Regions from separate parts of the Rattus norvegicus genome. Here region 1 is linked to region 2. A link is a contact called in public Hi-C data. All regions are on one chromosome and are shown on one strand. Each heading gives the region's core, a stretch centred on a gene start, on an enhancer-like site or on the middle of the called end of the contact. The rest is flanking DNA. Distances are from core to core; before and after follow the strand shown.

Evidence for each region. Hi-C and Micro-C count contacts between places; a contact is called where the count stands out from the background.
Region 1: a contact with region 2 is called in a Hi-C map of the A7r5 cell line, with 3 times the contacts expected there. The contact joins two enhancer-like sites. A contact is called at or near these places in 3 of 12 Hi-C or Micro-C datasets (the A7r5 cell line, the Rat2 cell line and prefrontal cortex).

What each region holds. Positions count from the first base shown.
Region 1 is chr9:110,906,162-110,910,935 of GRCr8, forward strand. No RefSeq gene overlaps it. Among named protein-coding and RNA genes, the nearest start is that of Fer, 59 kb to the right of the region's middle. Within about 2 kb of position 2,475, at least 3 of the 93 cell types and tissues checked have an H3K27ac peak or open chromatin away from gene starts, as enhancers often do. A contact at or near this core is called in the A7r5 cell line, where this site is marked.
Region 2 is chr9:110,733,099-110,737,939 of GRCr8, forward strand. No RefSeq gene overlaps it. Among named protein-coding and RNA genes, the nearest start is that of Fbxl17, 82 kb to the left of the region's middle. Within about 2 kb of position 1,878, at least 6 of the 93 cell types and tissues checked have an H3K27ac peak or open chromatin away from gene starts, as enhancers often do. A contact at or near this core is called in the A7r5 cell line, where this site is marked.

The DNA.
Region 1 (4,774 bases), core at 1,225-3,724, 170 kb after region 2:
CTCCTTTCTGACTGTGTGTGGGCTTCTCTTAGAGCCTAGAAGAAGCAGAGGAGCCATGTGTTTCTGTAATGCTCTGTGGTAAAAGCCCTTACAAAGGCCTTGAGCGGGACCAGAGCAGGATTCCTGTTGCTAATCTCAGGGGGCTGGGGTTTATAACCGTCTTCTGAGTGGATTCCTCAAAGGCAGAGGAGGCAGATGGCACACTCCGCAACGCATCATGCAAGTGCGACTAATAATGATGCCAACGCCACCAAGCCAAGGTCTGTGAACGTACAAGCTCCTTTGGATGACTTTTATGTAACGTCAGACACGACTGTGGTTGGAGGGCAGCTCAGTGCTGTTAGAAATAAATCTGTGTGGCAAAGAAAGGAAGCACCAGCAACCGAAGAGTCTGGGCAAGGCAAACTTCACTCTTGACCGAGAGGGTGTGCTCAAAAGAGAACACGCAGAGACAAGAAGTGCTATCAGTTTTTATTCTAATTCAGGTAGTGACGGGTGTCTTTCCCCATTGGCTGGCCTCATAGTCTTAATTTGATTGGCTACTCTGAGAAGAATGAGTATACCGGAAATGGAAGAAGGGGAAAGGGGTCCTTTCTCCAAGGAGAAAGGGGTCCTTGCTCCAGACCATCAGATTCCATAGAGCTTTGTCTATCTGGGGGTGAGGGTGAGGGAATAAAACCTTTCCATAGAACGTCTACAAGGTGGTGGTGGGGCATTTGAATCTCCTGTCCCAAACACAAATTTTTTTTTTTTTTGGTTCTTTTTTTTTTTCGGAGCTGGGGACCGAACCCAGGGCCTTGCGCTTCCTAGGCAAGCGCTCTACCACTGAGCTAAATCCCCAACCCCAAACACAAATTTTATAGTATTTGGTAGAAGACTCATATTTAATATTTCTCAGAGTGGTTAGAATATGTTCCAACCAAGGACAAAGCCTAGTATTCAATCCTTATAACTGTTTAAAAAAAAAAACTGCTGTTGAATTTTCCATCATGTCATGATTTTTAAAAATGTCTAAAATCCTTTCTTACCACAAAAACTTATTACACCAACATACTTAGTCACCCCACACACACACTTGTGAATGACAGATTAGCTGTCCCAGAGGTTTTCAGAATCCTTCTAAGAGACTTTGATATCAATAAGGCAAATGCAGTTCCCATTGATGGGAATTTTAGACGATGTAAAAAGGGAGAAATTTTAAGAACAATGAAGTTATTGGAAAGTAGTTATCTGGGCCTTGGGGAGCCATTAAGTTGTCCTTGTTACTGGAAACATACCCAGTCCTCCAATTCTAAAATCTTGAGACTTTTCAAAGCTCCAAGATAGCCTGGTCTTTAGAGAGCTCCAAGGTGACTTTGTTGGAGTATTTGTTCTCTCTGGTGGCAACATTAAAGGCAGGAGTTCCGTGACTCATGGTGTTCAATCACATATTGATGTTATTATTAACCAAATCGTTTCTGTGTATGCCAGGGACAATATCTCCAGCTGTTCCCATTTTATTTCCAAATAGTCCTTTATTTTAATCAAATAAGATCAGCTGTCTGCATCTAAAGACCTTGACCCTGATTGAGGGAGACATTCTGTCCTAATTGTTTCTTCCTCTTCCTTCCTTGGTCTCTTTCACTAAAACAAACCATTCATCTCTGTCCATGAAATAAACTCAAGGCAACCAACATCTCTTCTCTATACCGTCCCTCTTTCAGCCATGGTTACAGTTGATCCCTCTTCAGCCTTGACTCAATGCCAGGAGAAAGGTAGTTAAAGAACGTGACAGCCAATCAGAACCAACCATGTAAAAGAGACTTGCCCAGAATGTTCAAAAGTGTACACAATATCAGCATCTGGGGTAAAGCAAGCCCTCCTCTGGGCAGTCCACAGCACCGGCATGGAGCTCTGACTAAGAAGTTCTCTTCAAGGGGACGTGTGCTCTGGCAAGCAGACAAGACATAAAAGTACAAAAGGAACAAACAAACAAACCCATCCTCAGAGGGATTGTTCCCTCAAAGAAGAGAGAGAAATAGATCAAACCAGCGCACTTCCAAATGCCCAAATAAAATAGAGCTCTTTAAAAATTCTCATTCTAAGGGAGCAGATGGCTAATGAAGGTCAGGCAGGCAGCTTCCTTAATTTATCATGATGAGTTGTCGTGTGCCTTTATGAGGCAGTGATGAATAGCTACCTTCTTAGTATTTTAGTCACCGCTTTTTCTATACCATGGAAAAGTTTTTTTGGTTTTTTTTTTAACATGAGCCTAATTAATTTTTCTGGTATAACTTAAGAGAGAAAATGAGCCTCCGGTAGGCATGTTTATCACCAAAATGAGATTAATTGCTTTACTCACACCTGGAGGGATCTCTGCGTGTGTGGCGGGTTGTGAACGACTTTGAGTTCCAAGTATCAAACTTGAGGACAAAGTTGAAGCAACGAGCTCAAATGGCCTTGCAGTACCCGCTGCAGAGACTAGAGGGCGCAGTTGCCTTAACTGATCTAAAAGCACTGCAAGCCCAAACTCTAAAACCGATTTTCAAACTCAGATCATCAGTGCAAGCTTGTTTCTCACTAAAAATCGTTCTCAGTCTGCTGTAAGGAACAGGAGAATAGAACTTGAGATTTCTAGAGTCATCGTGGATGGTTTCTGAGGAGGCCTGGGGCCGGTGAGAACACTTAGAATGTCCTGTTTTCCAGAGACTTTCGTTTTTTTCCGATTATCAAGTGTCCGCTCAGTTTTCAAAAGAGCTTTTGCTTGTGTGTTTCTCCTGTTCAAGAAAAACAACTCCAAAACAATACATGTACATCCATAGGGTACTTGACGAGGATGTATATGGTCTTTCAACGTCCTAAGGAAAGTATGTATATGCCTCAATGTTTTCTTTTATTTATTGCAAAGAGATTGGCTAGTCAACGACCTCACTAGCCCTTCATGCTGTTCACACATTTTCTTGTGAGTCCCACAGAGAGATTTCTCTGCTTTGTTTAGTATGATTCTTCTGTCTCTCGGACTCTGCAGAGCACGAAATCCCAAGGCCCAGACCACCCCTCTCCACTCCTTTCTGATCCTGTACATGCCACAATTCCACCCAACACCTAAAAACTCCTGCTAGAGTTCTTCAGTTCTTGACCCCCCAAACAAAGTGCATAGTCCTCAGATTGGCCTTCTTCTTCTGAGTGGCTATCCCACCATCTCTCCTGACTGACAGGTAAGTATCTCTCCATCTTTCTGTATGCCCAAAGACCCCAAGTAAGACATCTGTGGATGAATGAAAGCACTGTCCCCAGCTCTACTAAAGAACAAAGTCCTATGCCAGTCAGTAAAATAGCTGTGGCCTGTAAAGCTAATACGTATCTAAGTCCCTAAGCTAGAGTATTAAGCTTTTTTTTTTTTGAAGCAAATATTTCCGCTTATCCCTAAAATAGTTCAAGCCGCTCTGTGGTCCCCAGTAGTTGGGCCTCTATAATTGTCATTAGTACCCTGCCCCACCCTCCTGTTCCTCCTATGGATTGTTAATTTTAACATAACAGAATAAACTGTAGAGAAAAAAAATTAGACTGCTTACTAATCATCTAGCCTAAAATAGGAAGAGGTGACGTGTTACCCGGATAGGCCTGGCATCATGCCCATAGCCTTGTGACCCATGGAACTGGATTGCACTAAGTAACTTTAACAGCATCAGTCAACAACATATTCACCATTCTTATTGTACAGAATACAAGCCCTTTGAGGTTTGGGCTATTTTCTCTTGCTTCCTCTCTCTCCTTCCCTTCTTCCTTCTTCCTCCTCCTTCTTCTTCTTTTGCTGCTGTTTCTGCTTCAGCTTCTGCTTCTTTTGTTACTCAAAATTGAAAGAGAAAGTTCTGGCTCCTAGATTTATAAATAACAGCAAGCTTTGAGTTCAAGACCAGCTTGTTCTACCTAGAAAGTTCTGAGTCATGCAGTGGTCCATAGTGAAATGCCACTAAAAAAGAGGAGGAAGAGGAAGAGGAAGAGGAGGAGGAGGAGGAGGAGGAGGAGGAGGAGGAGGAGGAGGAGGAGGAGAAGGAGAAGGAGAAGGAGAAGGAGAAGAAGAAGAAGAAGAAGAAGAAGAAGAAGAAGAAGAAGAAGAAGAAGAAGAAGAAGAAGAAGAAAGTCTTACAAAATGGAACTTTCTCTTTTTCCTTATGGACGATATGATGTCTGATGATGTTTGATGTTTGCCCTTTCAGTGGAAGAACAGAACTCACCGAATAATGACTGAACGACAGACTAGGACTAGGAACCACGTGTGTGGGATGTCCTAGTTTGGTTTCTGTGGTAAAGTACTAACTGAAAGCAGCCTGGGGAGGAAAGGATTTACTTGGCTTACAGGTGACAGTTTGTCATCTAGGGAAGCCAAGGCAGGAGCCTGAGGCAGAGACCGTGGAGGCCTGCTGCTTACTGGCTGCTTTTTGTATATAGACCAGGCCTGCCTGCCAGAGCATGGCACTGCCTCCATGTGCTGGGCCCTCCCAAATCAATCAGCAATTGAGAAAACGACTACAGACGAGTGCCCACAGGAGGCAACTTCTCAACCGAGGTTCCCTCTTCTCCGGCAACTCTGAGAGGGCAGAGACGAAGCAGCACATGGTTGTGCAGACTCAAGGCCCATGATGATGCCACTGTGGCAGGAGAAGTATACATGGCCAGTATGCAACGAAACCCAGCAACCATCTGTAGTGATAAGCAGTGTGATAAACATTTCATTAAAAGAGAAATGCTCTGTGAGGAGAAAGCTTCTCTTCGAACCTGACAGTGATGTAGA
Region 2 (4,841 bases), core at 628-3,127:
TGTGTTCTGTTGCTGTGATAAAACACTAATCAAAACATCTTGGGGGAGGAAAAGGGTTTATTGGACTTATAGTTACAGTACATCACCAAGGAAAGTCAACAGGGACTCAGGGCAGGAACCTGGAGGCAGGAACTTAAATAGACGCTGTGGAGGATGGAGGACCACAGCTTCCCAGCCTGTTCTCCATGGCTTGCCCATCTTACTTTCTTATACAACCAAGACCAGCAGGCTGCTGCCCTCCCACACCAGCCAATCAACAATCAAGGAAGCATGCCTACAAGCCAATCTGGTTCCTGGGTAACTTTAATTTTCATCAAGTTGACTTAGTCTAACTAGAACACATATTAAGGGAATTAGTTTATGATTATCATATTTCTTGGAAATGTCTTTCCTAGATGTAGTACCTTTGTTTCATAGTTTTTTTCTTTTTAATGTAGCAAATTTGATTATTATTTTAAAATGATGTCTATTTTGTGTTATGCTTTCTCTAAACCATACAAGAACTTGTTTTTCATTTGGCTTTTGCAATTTGCTCTTTGATTTTGTTCAGCTGCCTCAAACATAGGTCTTTACAGAAGATTTTTAATTATTGACATTTAAGTCATCTGTCTTTATGTCACTGCTAATTTGAGATAGTGAAGATGACCTCTAAACTGTACTCTTGACTCTTGTGTCTCTCAACACAATAGCTCACAATGTTGTCTCCAACAGTGGCGTGTACTCCAAATCCTTCTGCCACTCAAAAATCCCACGAAAGGACTGGATGTGTATCTCAGTGGTGCAGCCCTTGCCTAATGTGTGTCAGGCATACTAAATTCAATCCTAGCAGTGCCACATCAAACAACAAATTTTACATAAAAGGGAAGTAAAAAGATAATATGAAAGATTAAAAATTATACATAACTATAGGCAAATAAAAGAGTACATTTTTCTAGAAGTATATTACATATAACTATGAAAATGTATTTGAAGGCTGGTGAGATGGCTTAGCAGTTACGAACACTGGCTGCGGGGTTGGGGATTTAGCTCAGTGGTAGAGCGCTTAGCAAGCACAAGGCCCTGGGTTCAGTCCTCAGCTGAGAGAGAGAGAGAGAGAGAGAGAGAGAGAGAGAGAGAGAGAGAGAGAGAGAGAGAGAGAGAGAGAGAGAGAGAGAGAGAGAGAGAGAGAGAGAGAGAGAGAGAGAGAGAGAGAGAGAAAATAACAAGAACACTGGCTGCTCCTGAGTTCAATTCCCAGCAACCACATGGTGGCTCATGACCATCTATAAAGAGTTCTGATGCCCTCTGCTGGCAGGCAGGTGTACATGCAGACAGAGCTCTCATAAAATTAAAAAATAAAAAGAAAAAAGAAAATATACTTGAGATGATGAAAGAATTGATTTACTTAGAAAAAATGTAATTAATCAGTTGAACTAAGAGAGAGCCTGAATTGGTCAATAACCATGGATGAAATGGAGAAGATTTGCCATGGGAAAGGGGACTGGGACCTGGCATAGTAGTAATGGAAAAAATGACATCCACTTTATACTGTAACGAACAGACAGATCACAAAACAATAAGGTTTATCAAGCCAGCTGCCGGGGTTCCATTTAATACAGCAGGCCTGTCGAAGCACCAAGATGGACGTGGTCAGATGCCTTCTCATTTTTTTAAATTAATGGCTCTATAAATTGTCTTCAGAGAAATGACAATGTATATAGAAATGAACAGATGAGGGTCTGGGCCCCGGTTCTACTTTATTTTATTTTTATTTTTATTTAGTTTTATTTGTTTATCCTGGGCGGCCTGCAGATGGCAGCATTTTCCTATGGAGAAGACGGTGGGTCCTGGTGGCTCTGCTCTGCTTTCTAATAGCACCCAGGAGTCAGGCTGTCAACTTGGGGAGGAGGCGGGAGGCAAGGTGGGAGACATGTTCCAGAATATTCTGAGCTTTTGTACTCTAACGTATCATCCACAAAGAATCTCTGTGAGTCAGCGGCTTGCACAGGCAATTCTCCTATAGCCATAATTGAAACAGTTTTTTTTTTTTTAAAATTTGTTTTACTTATTTACTTTATACTATCCACTGCCCTCCTCCTGGTCACCCCCTCCCACAATCCCCCCTGCGAAATAAGCATTTTATTTTGAGTCAAGTTTGTAACACTCTGGTTAGATAGCTGGTGTGTGTGTGTGTGTGTGTGTGTGTGTGTGTGTGTGTGTGTGTGTTGTCTTAACACACCATTTGCACAGAAACCATTTTCATTTTTCCTATTTTAAACCTGGCAGTGAAGAGTCAGGATTGTGATCATTCAGACGCTAGCACCCAAACCCTTGTTAACTGCTCACTGGTCTCTGTAGGACAGCCGTTCCCACCCTTCCTAATGCTTTGATCCTTTAACACGGTCGTCATGGCGTAGCCATGCCCAACCACAACATTATTTTGTTGCTACTTCATAACTGTAATTTTGCTGCTGTTATGAATCGTAACGTAATTATCTGATATTTGACCCCTGCGGAAGGGTCGCGACCCACAGGCTGAGAACCGCTGCTGCCCCGCGTCCTCAACGCTCTGCCTATCATGGCGTTCTCCGGTTCCCAACATCCTGCTTCTCCTCACACCTGCGGTAAACATGAGATGCCTTAGATGCCTCTCTGGGTCCTAAACCATCTACCCTTCCCACTCCTCTCAGCATAGCATCTCCAGTCACTTTGTTGTAGACACCATGGCGCCACTCTTTCTTGAACACAGTGAGTCTTCTCTGCGACAGGATCTTTGTTTCCCAGCACCTCTGGGGTTGTGTGGCTCACTTAGCCATTCAGGTCCCTTTTCAGCTGTCATTTTTCTGGAAGTTGCTTCCTGATCACTACCCCTTTTCCTCATTGTATCTTTATTACCCCAGTATTAACATAATGAAAATATCTGATGCGTTCTCATGCGCCTTAATCAAGCACAATATAAATTCCATAAAAAATCAAACCAAACCAAACCAAACCAAAAAACTGGTCTTTGGGGGCTGGAGAGATGGCTCAGTGGTTAAGAGCACTGACTGCTCTTCCAGAGGTCCTGAGTTCAATTCCCAGCAACCACATGGTGGCTCATAGCCATCTGTAATGAGATCTGATGTCCTCTTCTGGTGTGTCCCAAGATAGCAACAGAGTCATATACGTTAAATAAATAAATCTTAAAAAAAAAACAAACAACTGGTCTTTGTATTGTTTCCTTCTGACTTCCTTTGTATATAAAAATGCTGAACACATGCCACATTCTAGGTGCTCAATAATGAGTTTGTTGATTGAATGAAAGAACGAAGCCAATTTCAGTCAATGTATACATCAGTTCCATCCCTTTTGATATATCACGTAGCAAATATACTTGGAACGTAGAAGCTCAAACTCTATTGAGATAGTAATATTGTCAGTATTGACATCATTTTCTACATTTATTTTTTATTTCTCCTTTCATTCACTTTTCTTTCTCCTGTCTTTCCTTTTTCCTTCTCTTTTCCTTCCTTCCTTTCTTCCCTCCTTCTTTTTTTTTTAGACAGGGTCTCTCTCCATAGCCCCAGATATCTCAGAATTCACTATGTATATACCAGGCTGGCTTCAAATTCACAGAGACCTGCCTGTATCTGCTGGGATTAATGGCGGTATCACCACAATGGTTACTTACTATTTCCAAAGCATATGTTTGATTTTAAAAACCGCCCCCAAGAAATTCCCCAGGGCCCACCCACAGATGAAGAAGCCATGCCAATGGCTGCTGAGAGGAGAGAAATTGTTCTTAACTAAGGATGAGGTCCCTGATTGGTTATCCAGTCCTAACTTATTCCTAAACGTATGCGCACACACTGGACTCCGTAGTGTGTGTGTGTATATGTGTGACAATAATTAAGACAAGAGGCCATGGGTTAAGAGGAGTATGAATAGGGGTCATGGGGGTAGTTGCAGAAGGATAGAGGAAGTAAAAATTAGGTAAATACAGGACTTGAGCATGAAATCTCCCTCAACCATAAAATAAACTTAATAAAAAGTTCTCCCTAAATTTACTAGTAGTCATATAAATTATAGCAGATAACTTCAGCACTTGTATAATTAAAAGTGGAATCAGCATCAAATTATCCCAAAAGAGATCATTGAAATTAATTCTTAAATGAAAGTAATTTTATTGAGAACTTAGGCAAGTCACTAAAAGAGCTGTCACTGATGTCAAAGGGATATCTGCATTAGTAATCCCGGGTGATACTTCGTCTTCCAAACAGCTCTCAGGCATAGAACCTGCAGGCTGGGCAGCGAAGGGTGGGAGTGATGAAGGGGCAAGCGAGCTGAGGCTGCACCCCAGCTGCATCCCGCATGCGCACGCTGCGTCCCAGCTGTAGTTCCGTTCCTGGTACTGTGGTAGATGGTCCTTGCCTTGCCGGTGGATTGCATCCCGCGTGCACATGTGCAAAGAGAAAGTCAGAGAATTTCTGCTAAGTCAAAAGAAATTCATTAAATACTATTTTCATTTGCATGAATGCAGTTATGACTGCAGTGCATGAATTTACTAATCAAAGTTTAAATATTCTATTATAAAGGATATTCAAATAATTCCTTAATTTTTTACTTGGCATTAAGAAAAAATTTCCAAGTTGAATTATATTGAATATCTTCCTTGAAGTGGAATAAAGGACTTAATTTTTCAGAGTCTCTTACCTAGTATTCCTCTCAGTTTTCTAAGTGGCCGACACCTTAACTTTTATTGAAAAATGATTTTGATTATTTTGTTCATACCTATAAGATAGTAACAACTTTAATCTGTTATGTGTTTGTAATGTCATAAGTTGAGGGTATTCAAATTACTTGACAAATATTTCTGGGCTAGC